2 separate regions of the Oryctolagus cuniculus genome follow, and region 2 is linked to region 1. Evidence: chromatin contacts called from public Micro-C data. All regions are on one chromosome and are shown on one strand. Each heading gives the region's core, a stretch centred on a gene start, on an enhancer-like site or on the middle of the called end of the contact. The rest is flanking DNA. Distances are from core to core; before and after follow the strand shown.

Region 1 (2,730 bases), core at 92-2,591:
GAGCTGCAAAGGGCTTCCAATGACATTGACCTGCTTTTGTCACTATCTGGCCACTCACTGCTCCCCGTTCCAGGAGGACAGCTTTGAGTGCAGGGGCTAGCTTGTCTGCGAGAAGCTGCTCCCGGATGGAGCCAGCCGGGCACGGCAGCCACGCTGGCAAGTCGAGGGGTGCACTGGTTGGAATCCTAGACTGCTCCTGTCACTGCCACAGCTCCCCCCACAACAAGAGCCCCTTCACTTCCCACCCCCATCCTCTATTTTGCCCTCTGGGGGTTCCAGATTGTTGAATATGAGGGGCTTGGGAGGAGTGCAGGTGTGGAGAAGATGGTGACCAGGCGAAAGGAGTGAGGGACAGGTGGGCTGAGAACAAAGACATTGTTGGAGGAAGTGCAGACCGGGGCAGCCGCTGGGAGGAGGTGGGACCTGCAGGACCTCTGGACGCCTGTGCCCGGCGGACCTCAGTTAACATTTGCTGAACGGAAGCGCCGGGAAGGGCACACAGAAGCACGGCACGGAGAGAAGCCAGGCACAGCGCATGGAGGAGGGGACCACAGCCACAGCACAATTTCGCCGGGCTGTAGCAGGACGCAGGGGCCCGCGGTGCCTGCGGCAGTTCTTCCGGGGCCGTCCAGCCGCGACAGGCCCTGGGCCGAGCACATTCCCATCTGTGGGTCAGGCCAGGCAGGGGGCCCGCAGCCAGGGGCTGCAGAACAGATGTGACCTGAAGAGGAGGTAGGTGAAAGTGCTGAGCCCAGCCCCGGGCGCAGCAGGAGCTCAGAGCTGTGGAATCTGAATCCTGCTTCCGCGTGGGGCTGTCTGTGGGGTACCCAGGACTTCAGCGCTCTCGCCGCCCTCGGACGTCCAGGAAAACGAGGTGTGGGAGCTCAGAGATAGACGGAGAGGAGGGGTCGCTGGTGCAGGGGACGGGGCTCGCTGGCTCGCGCTAAAGTACGCCACGGGAGACCTTTTTAGAAAGGGAGAGCGCCCCCAAATTGAAGAACCGCTTCTCTCCTCTGCCCCTCCCTTCTAATCGGGACACCCCGGCAAGTCGCAGCCCCGCTGGCTAATCGGCACCCCCCGCCCCGCCCCGACTCCCCGTTCCACTCCCATTCCATTCTCAGGCCCCGCCCCCTTCACTCCCACCCGCAGCCTCCGCCCTAGCCACAGCGCCCAACACGGGGCCCAGAGGCCGCGGGAAGCACCCCGGCCCGTCGGCCACCGCCGGCTCCGCGGCCCCAGGCCCCTGCGCGCACTGTCCCCGCGCGCCGCGGCCGCGCCGTCGGAGCAGCCGCTCGCCCCGCCCGCCGCGCGCGCCGAGCGGCCGGGGCGGGGACTACAAGTCCCGGCGTGCCGCGCGCGCGCTCCCCCCTGGGGTTCCGGATGGTGAGCGGCGAAGGTAAGGAGAGCTCGCAGAGGCAGCGGCGGCGGCGGCGGAGACGGAGAGCGGCAGGCAGGCAGGGCGAGGGCGAGAGACGGAGGGAGGGAGCTAGCGAGGCGGACCAGACAGACAGACAGGCGGGCGGGCAGAGCGAGCCACCCGCTCGCGGCGGAGCGAGCAGAAGGCAGGAGGAGGGAGGGAGGAGGGGGAGGGAGGGAGAGAGGGAATCCAGCTACCACCACCCAAAGCCAGCGTCTGCTTTCTGTCCTCATTTCCTTTTCCCACCCAGCTCGGGGAGCAGAGAAAGGCAGAGCGAGCGCGGAGGGGAGACAGGCAGAGGGACAGACAGACAGCCGGGGAGCGCGGGAGGGCGGAGGGCGGAGGAGGAGGAGCAGGCGGACTGCGCGGGGCGCGTTCCCTCCCAGGTTTGCGCTTGGGGGGGTGGGGCGGGGGTGTCCAGGGCCGACCGAGTGTGTGCGCAGCGGGGGGAGCGAGGGGCGCCGCGAGAGCCAGGAGCGACGAGGCGGGGGGCGCCGCGGACGCGGGGGCCGTGTCCAGCGGAGTTAGCGGCGGAGAATGTGAGCCGAGGCGCGAGCCATGCTGTCAGCGACGGCGGGCGGCTCAGGGCTCCTCCGCGACTCCTCTCCCCAGCAGCCGGGCGCCCGCGTCGCTGCCGCCGCCGGAAGACAGACGCCCCCCAAAGCCCCTCGCCTGGCTCGGACCCACGGAGCCGGCAGCCCTGCACTCCGGTGAGTGGCGCCTCCTCCCCAGCCCCAGACCCCCGCTGGGGACCGGCCGGCTGGGCTCTTTTGTGCAGCGCACCAGGGGGGGCCCCCGCGCCCCCCGGTCCGGTCCGCCGGACCCCGTGGCTGCGGTGCCCGCGGTGCGATCGGTCTTTGTTTCCACCGGGGCCCGCGGCTCGGCTGGGCTCGGCTCGAAGCCTGGCAGGCAGCGCCGGGAAGGGGGAGGGGGAGGTGGACGGGGAGGGGGGGCGGAGAGGGGGGGTTCTCGGGTTTCCTGGCCGCCCCGCGGCTCCCCCGGCTCGGGGGCGAGGTGCGCGCCCAGCGCTGCCGCGCGCCCCCTCCTCCTTCCCCCTCCCTCCGCCTTTGGATTTAAAACTGCAATTTGCTCTCCAGCTTGCTGAGAATGTGGGGGGGGGGGCATGAAGGGGGACCGTGGGAGCGGAGAACAAGGCTGGATTTTAGGATCGGCGCTGGGAAAAGGGGAGACTGCGGAGGGAGGAGCCCCTCCCCTCCAACCCCCAAATCCCAAGGTTCCACTGGCGCTCTGGGAGTTGAGGGGCGGGGACCTAATGACCCGGAGGGGGTGTGGGGCGGAGGAGGGATTTGGGG
Region 2 (2,964 bases), core at 174-2,673, 81 kb after region 1:
GTCCTGATGGCATGCCAGTCTCCATGGCTGTCCTGCGGGAAGGTGCCTTATCCTCCCCTTTTCTCTTATGTGGTACTGAGGGTCAGAGAAGCTTCTGAGACTCGAACCCAGGCAGTTTGTTGCCCCAGTTCATTGGTCACTCTGCCCTGGGGGAAGGCTCTCTGGCTCTCTCTTTGCCTCTCCCCACTGGACTAGCAGCACTTGGAGGCAGCCGCCAATCCAACTCATCCAGAGTCAACAGGACCCAGCACATGCAGACGTGTGCAAACTGAATACACACATCCAGTTAAACACTGCCAGAGGGTTGTAGGGTGGGGTCAGGAGCAGGTTATAATGGGTAAATTATTTTTTAAAAGATTTATTTGAAAAACAGAGTTACAGAGAGAGACAGAGAAATCTTCCATCTGCAGGTTCACTCCCCAAATGGCTGCAATGGCCGAGATGGTGCCAAGCCAAAGCCAGGAGCCTGGAACTACATCCAGGTCTCCCATGTAGGTGTAGGGGTTCAAGAGCTTGGGGCCATCTTCTGCTGCCTCCCCAGGAGCAGTAACAGGGAACTGGATTAGAAGCAGAGCAGCCAGCACTTGAACCAGCTCTCTAATATGGGATGCCAGCATCGCAGGTCATGGCTTAACCCACTGTACCACAACACCACTGCATGGTCTGGTGGTCATTCTGGGCCAGGCCAGGCACACCATGCGCAGTCCAGCACCTGGCTCTTGGTCACCTGCTGGTGGCCTTGGGAACCTCAGCCCTTGGCTACGAGACCCCTTGGAATCAGATTCAGCTTCGAACTCAGTTCTGCACTTAGCAGCACCTGCCCCTCAGCATGGCTGCGCAGGCTGCGAGTGGCAGCCACGGCCACCGTTTCCCAAGGGCCAGCTGTGCGCTGTCCCAGGCTCAGTCGCTGAGTCTTCTTTTGGACAGCGCTGTCCTCTTGGCCTCTCTGAGAGGGAGCTCATGGGGCTCGAGTAGCCGGCGGGGCCCCTGCCTGGATGCCTGGGTGTAAGGGCAGTTGTTCATGCGGTGGGGTGCGGGCCGTGAACACAGCTTAACCATGCAGGTAAGGGGCGGGGGCTGGAGCTCCTTCCAGAAACCAGCTTCCCTCACGGATCCTCCAACTGCCCTGAATTATTCATTGCATTTTAAAGATAAAGAAACAGGTGGCTCGTGGGTCCATCCAGGCCTCCCACGTGGATAGCAGGGGCCCAATCCGTGGGCTATCATCCACTGCTTTCCCAGGAGCATTAACAGGGGGCTGGATCAGCAGTGAAGCAGCTGGCCCTCGAATCAGTGCTTCCACAACGCCAGCCCGTGGCAGGCAGGCTCTTAGCCCTAGGCCTGCAGCCTGGCGCTGTGATCATCATGACAACTCCGTGTCTTACTGGTTGCCCGGCTGCCCTGGCTGGAAAGCAAGGGCCGGGGCTTGAACCTGTGCCTTCCTCTCCGTCCCGCAGCCCCAGGGCAGCCAGGCAGGGCCCTGGGCACTGTTCTGAGAGCAGCGGCTCCAGCCTGAGCTCATAGCTCTGCCTCCTTCGCAGCCTGTGGCCTGAGAAGATGGCGCTTTCCCAGGGCCCAGGCAGAAGCCGCCCCCCCCTCCCCTCCAAGGCCCAGCTGTGGGGCGGCTGCCCAAGCTCCCACCAGCCCCGCCTCTCCTACTCCCAGCCAAGCTGCTGCTCTGTGGTCACCTGGACCCAATTTCCTTCTTCCTGCCTCCTCCCATCTCTGGGAAGCGCCCCTTGCTGCCCTGCCAATTTCTAAAGGCTGTTCCCCCAGGAAGCCATCTCCGTACTGGCCCCCCTCCGCCCCAAGCCAGGGGCTGCTCACCCCCCCCCCCCACCTTGGAACACTCAGCCCCTCTCCTTTCAACCCCACACGTAGAGAATCGCTTGGACCGTCAGCCCATTTTCCATTTGGTTCCTGGCTGAACATTGGGTCTCCCTGGCCAGACTGCGAGCTCCCTTCCTCAGGGTGGGGTCACGCTGTGTGCTCCCCCCCTTCCCTCCCAGCCCAACCCCACCACAGCGCCTGGCAGGGAGGGAGGAGCCCAGGGTTGAAGAGTTGCCCTTGGCCCAGGAAGTGACCCTTTGCTCTCCGGGACCTGGAGCCTGTGTGACTGCTCCTCGAGCTGCGAGATCAGTTGACCCCTTGCTTGCTCAGACCAAGGGGAAGAGAAAAGACTCACCCAAGGTCAGCCAGGGGCCAGGCCGGGACTCAGCCTGGCGCTCCTGACTCTTGGGTCCAGGTTCTGACACTGTCTGTGTCAGTTTTCTAGTCCCCCCAGGTCCTGGTTCTCACACAGGCCAAATAGCTCCTGACAGCCTAGTGCTAGGAGGCCAGGGGCAAATTCTGCCCCAGTGCCCTGTCTAGAAAAGCCCCAACCCGCCCCCATCCACTTCCGTCTCACAGACAAGCAATGGAGGCCAGAGAGCAGAAGGGACTTCCTCAAGCTCCCTCAGAGCTGGGGCTAGAACTTACATAAGATTCCGTGTCAATGTCTTTGAGGAAAAATAAAGCATCGGCCAGTGCTGCGGCTCACTTGGCTAATCCTCTGCCTGTGGCTCCGGCACACCGGGTTCCAGTCCCGGTCGGGTCGCCGGATTCTGTCCCGGTTTCTCCTCTTCCAGGCCAGCTCTCTGCTGTGGCCCGGGAGTACAGTGGAGGAGGGCCCAGGTCCATGGGCCCTGCACCCCATGGGAGACCAGGAGAAGCACCTGGCTCCTGGCTTCGGATCAGCGCAGCGCGCCAGCCGTGGCGGCCATTTGGGGGGTAAACCAACAGCAAAGGAAGACCTTTCTCTCTGTCTCTCTCTCTCTCACTGTCCACTCTGCCTGTAAAAAAAAAAAAAGAGAGAGAGAGAGAGAGAAAGAAAGAAAGAAATAAAGGAAGGAAGGAAGGAAGGAAGAAAGGAAGAGCGAGCATCACCCTTGAATCCTTTCATTCAGTAAACATTCGGGGTGGCTG

Evidence for each region. Hi-C and Micro-C count contacts between places; a contact is called where the count stands out from the background.
Region 2: a Micro-C map of ear pinna shows a contact between it and region 1, with 2.8 times the contacts expected there. The contact joins the enhancer-like site here to the promoter of AHDC1 in region 1.

The regions. Positions count from the first base shown.
Region 1 is chr7:143,969,572-143,972,301 of mOryCun1.1, forward strand. AHDC1 (AT-hook DNA binding motif containing 1) reads left to right here and starts at 1,342. Exons shown (of 7, transcript XM_070079004.1): 1 at 1,342-1,396; 2 at 2,030-2,127.
Region 2 is chr7:144,050,593-144,053,556 of mOryCun1.1, forward strand. No RefSeq gene overlaps it. Among named protein-coding and RNA genes, the nearest start is that of WASF2, 21 kb to the right of the region's middle. Within about 2 kb of position 1,424, at least 1 of the 8 cell types and tissues checked has an H3K27ac peak or open chromatin away from gene starts, as enhancers often do. A contact at or near this core is called in ear pinna, where this site is marked.